2 separate regions of the Drosophila melanogaster genome follow, and region 1 is linked to region 2. A link is a contact called in public Hi-C data. All regions are on one chromosome and are shown on one strand. Each heading gives the region's core, a stretch centred on a gene start, on an enhancer-like site or on the middle of the called end of the contact. The rest is flanking DNA. Distances are from core to core; before and after follow the strand shown. Region 1 holds the start of a6 (a6,). Region 2 holds the start of CG14795.

Evidence for each region. A called contact is a pair of places that touch in the nucleus more often than the background predicts.
Region 1: a contact with region 2 is called in a Hi-C map of the Kc167 cell line, with 1.9 times the contacts expected there. The contact joins the promoter of a6 here to the promoter of CG14795 in region 2. A contact is called at or near these places in 16 of 107 Hi-C or Micro-C datasets (the D17-c3 cell line, the Kc167 cell line, the ML-DmBG3-c2 cell line and 6 more) and 2 of 6 datasets of contacts at active chromatin or transcription factors (both in the Kc167 cell line).

Annotation. Positions count from the first base shown.
Region 1 is chrX:1,694,397-1,697,730 of dm6, reverse strand. It overlaps a6 (a6,), which reads left to right and starts at 1,842. Exons shown (of 2, transcript NM_057961.5): 1 at 1,842-2,191; 2 at 2,257-3,334. The coding sequence starts at 2,259.
Region 2 is chrX:1,511,275-1,514,525 of dm6, reverse strand. CG14795 reads left to right here and starts at 1,723. Exons shown (of 3, transcript NM_130569.5): 1 at 1,723-1,865; 2 at 1,931-2,113; 3 at 2,169-2,299. The coding sequence starts at 1,760. The coding sequence ends at 2,230. inc (insomniac) reads right to left here. Exons shown (of 7, transcript NM_001297857.1): 3 at 878-2,461; 4 at 1-43. The coding sequence starts at 1,063.

The DNA.
Region 1 (3,334 bases), core at 593-3,092, 180 kb before region 2:
TGGCGAAAACAAAAAGACAATGCCAACTTGACTCGACTCGACGCAACTCAACTCAACACCTGAGGAAGGCAAACACTTGAAGACGCGAAGCGGGAACCCCATTTTCCGCCATCAGGACGATGAGCACCGGGATGAGCAGCGAGGACGTGCATTCATTCAAATCGACTCAGTGCCCCTTGCGCCTGGCCTCTTGCTCGTCCAACTCCTCGCAAGGAATTCATTTTAATGCACAGGCGGGCCAGGCTGGTCGTCCCAGCCAGGAAACGATTGCAGGCAGACACGGATGGGCCACGGGGTGGGGTCGGATGTTGGATGTCGGATGTAGGATGTCGGATTCAAAGCCACCAGGGAGAGTCGCTTAAGGGTGCGTGTGGTGCGCCAAGATGTGGGTGCTGCTGCTCCTGCTCCTGCTCCTGCTCCGCACTCCGCGGCCTTAAACGGCCAAAGTGCAATCCAGAAACACAACACAAACAGTCAAAGGAGCTGCAGCTGGCGCAGCCAGGACTACGGAGGTCCTGTGCTGCCAGCCAAACGCAAAGCACCGGCTACAGTCGAGTCGAGCCAAGTCAAGACCGAGTCTATAATTTTTGTTGTGGTTCCTGTCTATTGTCTATTGTCTCTCGCCGCCCTTCTCCCTTTATCCCCCAGTAAACTGGTATCCTTCGCCAAGGGCAGACACATCTCCGTCTCCAGCTCCAACGCCTTTGCTCCTTGGCTCCTGGCTGCTCCGCGAGCTGGGGAAATGAGCCATTCGCGTGAATTACTGAAATCGGATCTTGCCCGCCCCGCTCCCCAGCGGACCGTACTTGACTCATGGCTGTTGCACACCCTTAAAGCTTAAAGCCAGATGTAAATGAGTGCCCAACAATGTACAATCCGATCCGCCGATTTGTTCATACAGCTAGTCAACATAACTTTGATCTTAAGCTATATGTATACCCAGATATATGAATATTTGGAAATATGAGATCAAGACTGTAGATCAAGTTGTGGAGTGGAGTATCGAGTATCAGTAATATGTTTCCAATGGTACTACTCTAGGCCCCTACGCCTGAACGTTGATTACTTTTATTTATCAGATTGCTAGCTTTTCGCTTGTCTCTAGAGAAATGGGTGAAAGGGCATACATAAGGCTACTTATTAACAAAAAAATTTCTTATTTTTGTACTAAATGCCTTCTAACAGTTATTTTCATTTTGAAATATCCCACCCAAAACTAGTGCTCCACTTCTGATCGCAAGACTCCGCTTGTAAGGCCTTATGTTCCTTTCAACCCTGTAGTAATTTGAACGGAAGTTTTGGGGCTTCACGATTTTTGTGGTTAATTTCCAGGCATCCTAAGTCTGCGAAAATTAATCGAAGGCATGAAAAGCCCAAGGGCGGTTGCTATATCTACATCCGCATCCGGAGGCGACGATCTGCCAACTGACTCCAGCTGGAGTCGGTGTCTTCCCTATCGTTCCGGTCCTCGTACGGATGTGGAGTGAAAGCTCTCCCAGATGTGAGTGAAAGCTTCTGAAAACAGAGCGCCGGCGCCGATTGAGTGCTTCTCAAAATTGTGGGTGGTGCCAAAATTAGCTTGAGTGCTTTGTCTTGAGATAAGAGTGTTTTACTTAATAGGAATTTTATCGGGGCTACCTGGTGTCCAAGTCGCTGGATTTGCTGGTGATCCAAAGCACTTGTATCCTTCTGTCCTTTGCTTCGAAGCTTCATTATTTTCTCTAGCTGATTTTAAATAGCGCGCCCAAGTGGCGAATGCATTATCGATAACTACCGACAGATACTGTTTGGCCAGTCGACGTGCACGGTTGCACGCAGCGTGGACTATCGAGAGAAGCGTTATCGATGTGTGGTCGCTTATCGATGCAGTTTTATAAACAGAACTCTAAAGTACAACAAAAGCACAAATTAAGCAGCTGCCGCGCGAAAAAACAACCATCTCGGCCCCGCTCGCATCTCGGCATGTCCAGCGGCGGGAGGCGCAGCGCCTAGTCCCGCGCCTCCGCTCCTCTCAAGGAAATCCCCCTGCGCCGCCACGCAATTATGCAAGTTGCAGCAGTGGATCTAACTGTACTCGCCGCCAGTGGAACAGCAAGAGGAGGAGGAGGAGGAGCCCCACGGGCCCGAGCCCATGACCCTTGACAACCCGTGGCAGGCACCGCCACCGCTAGAAGACGAGTCCACACACTCGGTAAATAGGTGCCCACCAGTGGCCGACCAGGCGTCACAGACTAACTCTTCTCCTGCCGCCTATAGACATGAACCAGAAACATTCCGAACCATTCTACATATCGCCCCGGCTGTTCGACAACCGTCGTCTCAAGCGGCGCCGCTGTCGGTGGATGGAACGCCTGCTTGAGCACCAGCGGATCTGCATGGCCCGGATGCGCGACCAAGTGGCTCTCGCCTCCAAGACTGACCGGCAGCTGTCCCATCTGCAGCGGCGCCATGTCGCCTCCACTTTGCAGCCGGACGTGACCATCGACCTGCTGTCGGATGACGATGAGACCCCATCGGCCGGACAGCCCGCTGCAGCTGGCCACAATCGCCTCCTGATTCCTGCCCCAGGGCACCGAGCACATAGAACGGGCAGAAGGCAGGCGCCGCGCAGAGCTGCCACCCACTCATACCCAGTGACCGACAGCATCCTGATAACCAGCGATGACGAGCACAACGAGCAGGAACCCAGCAGCACGGCAAGAGTGCGCTCCCAGCTCTCCATGCGCTCACCGCCACCGCTCGCACCGCTCACACAGTCGGAGACCATCGAAGAGGTAACTGTTTCGTTGGTGCCGCGCACCTCCACCACTGCCAACTGCCTGACGCGGGTGTCAGGTCACCCCAAGCCGTGTCGAGCGTCGACGGCGGCCAGCAATGGATTCGCCACCGCCGAAGGCGGAGAGGGCGGCAATGAAACGGGCTGTTTTCTGGAGGTGGACGTGGGCGGAGGCATCACAGCCACGCTGCCGGACGAGACGACCGTTCACACGGTCATCGCAAACCGTATTTACGAACTCTCGCTGAGCAAACTACGCGAAGGCCTGGCTTTTAGTGGAGTGCCGGAATACACGAACGACCTGATGCCGGAGCAGCTGCAGAAACTGTCACCGGCATTGCGCGCCAAAGTGGCGCCCTTGGTGGCTCCCTCGCCGCCCACGCCCATCTCCCTAAAACTGTCCAGCGACCTCAGCATATCACTGATCTCAGACGAAGACGATTGCGAAAGCACCGGTCCACATGTCAACGGAGGAGTCGGCACCGAACCGGTGCACCCCGTCGTGGTGGCTGCGGCGGAGGCACACGCTGCCGCCAAGCTGCTCAAGCAGCAGCAGCC
Region 2 (3,251 bases), core at 474-2,973:
AGTATTTGGGGTCTCTGTCGATCAGGTAGGCTCCTGTCTCGTCCTGCAACCGAATTACTGATTAGTATCGAACCAAAGACACTAGAATAACAAGATGCGTAACGGCCATACATTGGTTTGGCCAAAGACACTAGAATAACACACACATAATGCACACATACAGTTGTCTGCTATCACTTTATGTGTAGAAAAGAGCTGTTCGCTGTAGCGCTCTCAGCTCTCTCACACTCTAACAAAAATTCGAGAGAGCCTGGAGCCACCTCTAGAGCCACGGCGAAAAAATCGTGTGCCAAAAAATCGTATGGCGTTACGCATCTTGTTATTCAAGTGTCTTTGATCGAACTTTCCGGGATGGGTACGCGGGTTGCAAAGCTATTTAAGCTTCAACGGTGATGAGAGGGGTCAGGGGACTGTTTATTTATACAAAAACCGAATGGTCAGAGCGAATGTGCCTGTGTGCCCCTGGCACTGGAATTTCGTGCTGCTTGGGGGGCCACCGAAATATTTGTTTGTCGATTGACCGTGTTCATGTTATAAGTAAGTATTGTCATGATGATTATTTGGTCTGCCCAGTTTCGAGGGGGTTGGCTGACCTTCTGGGCGCAACATTGCAAACTAGCACACTCGGCTGCAGCTGCAGTTAATGTAGGACGCTCTCTCGCGCTCTCTGTGCTTGGCTGCTTGTTTGTTCCTTTTAGTTTCTGGCCCATGGCCCATGGCCCCTAGCCCCCGTCCCTTTGGCCAAATCGGCGGACCCCCGCCGCATGACCTGCATTGTGCACACTTTTCGGATACCTGTGATGTTACTTATGGACTGACTTGTCACTGAATTTACTGGGGAGCTGCAATTAGCGTATATAGGGTACGGAACACTCACCCGATCTGATATCAAGTCGCAGTCCTCCTGAATCAGACGGGAGAGGAACGAATTTGGGTCACGGGAGAGCGTCGTCTTTGTGGTGAGGAAGTAGGTACCGCCTACGTTCAGCTTGACCCACTGGTCGGTGCCCTGTTTTTTCAGCACGTTGGGGCTCTTGCGCGAGTTTATGAACACCGTGCTCATGATGGTGTTGCCGCTGCTGCGGTTCGGGTGCTCCGCTGGGTTGGTGCTCCTTTGCTGCTCGTGCTCCCACTCCTGTCCTACTCCTGCTCCTGCTCCTACTCTTATTGTCCGCGCGATTCCCTTGCTTGCTGGCGACGACAGCCTCAGCTCATGCTTTTCTTCTTCGCTTGCGTCTTTGTTGCGTTGCTGCGCCTTGTGGCCTGGCCTTCGACTGCGTCTTGCTCTTGCACTCTTGCACTCTGTCGCTGCCTCTGTTCGCTGGGGGTACTCCACTTGGGCACGCTGACTACGCCGATTTCGCTGTTTTTCGACTTTTTTTAGTTAACTTGGACTAATTAATTAATTCATTAATAAACAAGACCGTTATCGATAGCATGCGTCTGCCGATGTCTGATCTCATCGGGCGTGCGGTACTTCGATAACGAACTCCTTATTTCACGTGTCTATCGGGCTCTTTCTGACGTTTGCTGTCGAAATATTAAACCGCGGTGTGTGTCCTAGCTAGATCGGTGGATACCACCGCTAGGTCGGTTTCTATGCTTGCTAAAAATAATTTGTGCATGGACTATCGATGAATCGCTGGAAATGTGCGATACTTTCAGTTGCCGCCCATGGTGAGTTTCTCAAATTTAAATTTAAACTTTTGCTTGGCCAAGAGACCAGTTTGTGTGTGGCTTTTGGACCATCATCATCACTATGACCGATCTTCTGCCGCGATTGCTGGTTCTGGTGCTGGTCTGCGCCAGCGTCTCCGCCTCTCCGATGCTGTACAAGCTGAATCCTGAAGAGAAGTACGAGGCAGGTGGGTGCTCGATGAGATGAGTTGGTTATCTTGCCACCAACTATTATTTCACCCTTTTTCGGCAGACCTGGTGCCCGTCTCCTCCACCGTGATTCCGCTGACAGTGCTGGAGGTGAGCTATGGGGCAGGCGGGAAGCCCAGCGAGGAGTACAAAGCGGCCTACCTCCGCAAGCTGCGTAAACAGGTGCTCCAGCGAACAGAGAAGGGCGAGGGCGTGGGCGAGGACAGCGAGGATGTCCTGATCACAGGTGGGTTCCCTCCAGTTATGCACTCGATCCTCCACTGATTTATATCCAATCGCAGTGAAGACGCAGAAACTGGAGAAGGCCAAAGTCAAGGCCGTCCCAGCCACACAGGCGGATTGAAGTGTAGCAACTTGGCGCTGGTTTTCGTGCTGATGTCATGGCGAACTTGGCATAAAAAACAACTAACCGAATCGCCGCAAATCTTGTTTTGACTTGGGCCTAATTGGGCGCGTGTGGGCGTGTTGGATGACGCATCTCCGTTGCGGCACACGTATGTACATAGGCGCAAAGAGGCGAAACCTAATACGGAGTTGCAGAGTTGACAGGAAGCTGCTTGGAGCGGAAGGAAGTCTGCTGTCAACGAAATCGAATCAAATATAATGAGCTTGGGCGAGGATGCTCCCTATTCGATTGGGATAACGATGATAACGATGTTGAGATAGCCTCCACAGCTGCTAGGGGACATTAGAAGTGGTCTTGAGTAATTTCTCCCTTGGTCAAAGGCTGAAAAATCTGGGCAGCACAAAAGAAAGCGAGGCATTAGGAAGGAGGCCAAAGGAGGCGATGGGGATGTCTGCTGGCGTGTGCGTGCTGTCGAGGGCAGTTAGTCAATTCCTCCGCCCGCTGCGCTCCACTGCCCTTCTCCTTTGCCTCTTTAGGGCTCAGGTGAGACCTTCCTGCTAGGCTGACTGTCCAAACAGAAGCTGACAAGCACATCGGACTGCTCTCTTTCTTGCTGCTATCTTTGAGCCCGTCCTGCTTTGTGCAGAGCCGTCAATGTAGCTGTCATGGGCAAGTCATAAGTTGCATGGCCACTGAGGAACGTGTCACCACCGGGAGACATCAACCGTGCACCCACCTGCACATGCACACCCACCAACCTGCGCAGTGAACCCTACTGGCCCAGAGCGCCGTGGCTGATTAAGCGGACAGAAATGCTGATGGCAGCCAACTATTTTCGCTATTTGTGCACTTGCCTCCGGCACGTACTTAATTTGAATACAAAGCACGGGGTAGTGGGTGTTTTGCGGGTCGGGGGGGATTGAAGTCTGTCATGTTTGTGGCAAGTGTATGCGGATTTAACCGGAGCACTACCCCCGGGGCAGTCAAGGAAAGAGAAAGCAAGGAAAGGGAAAACGGA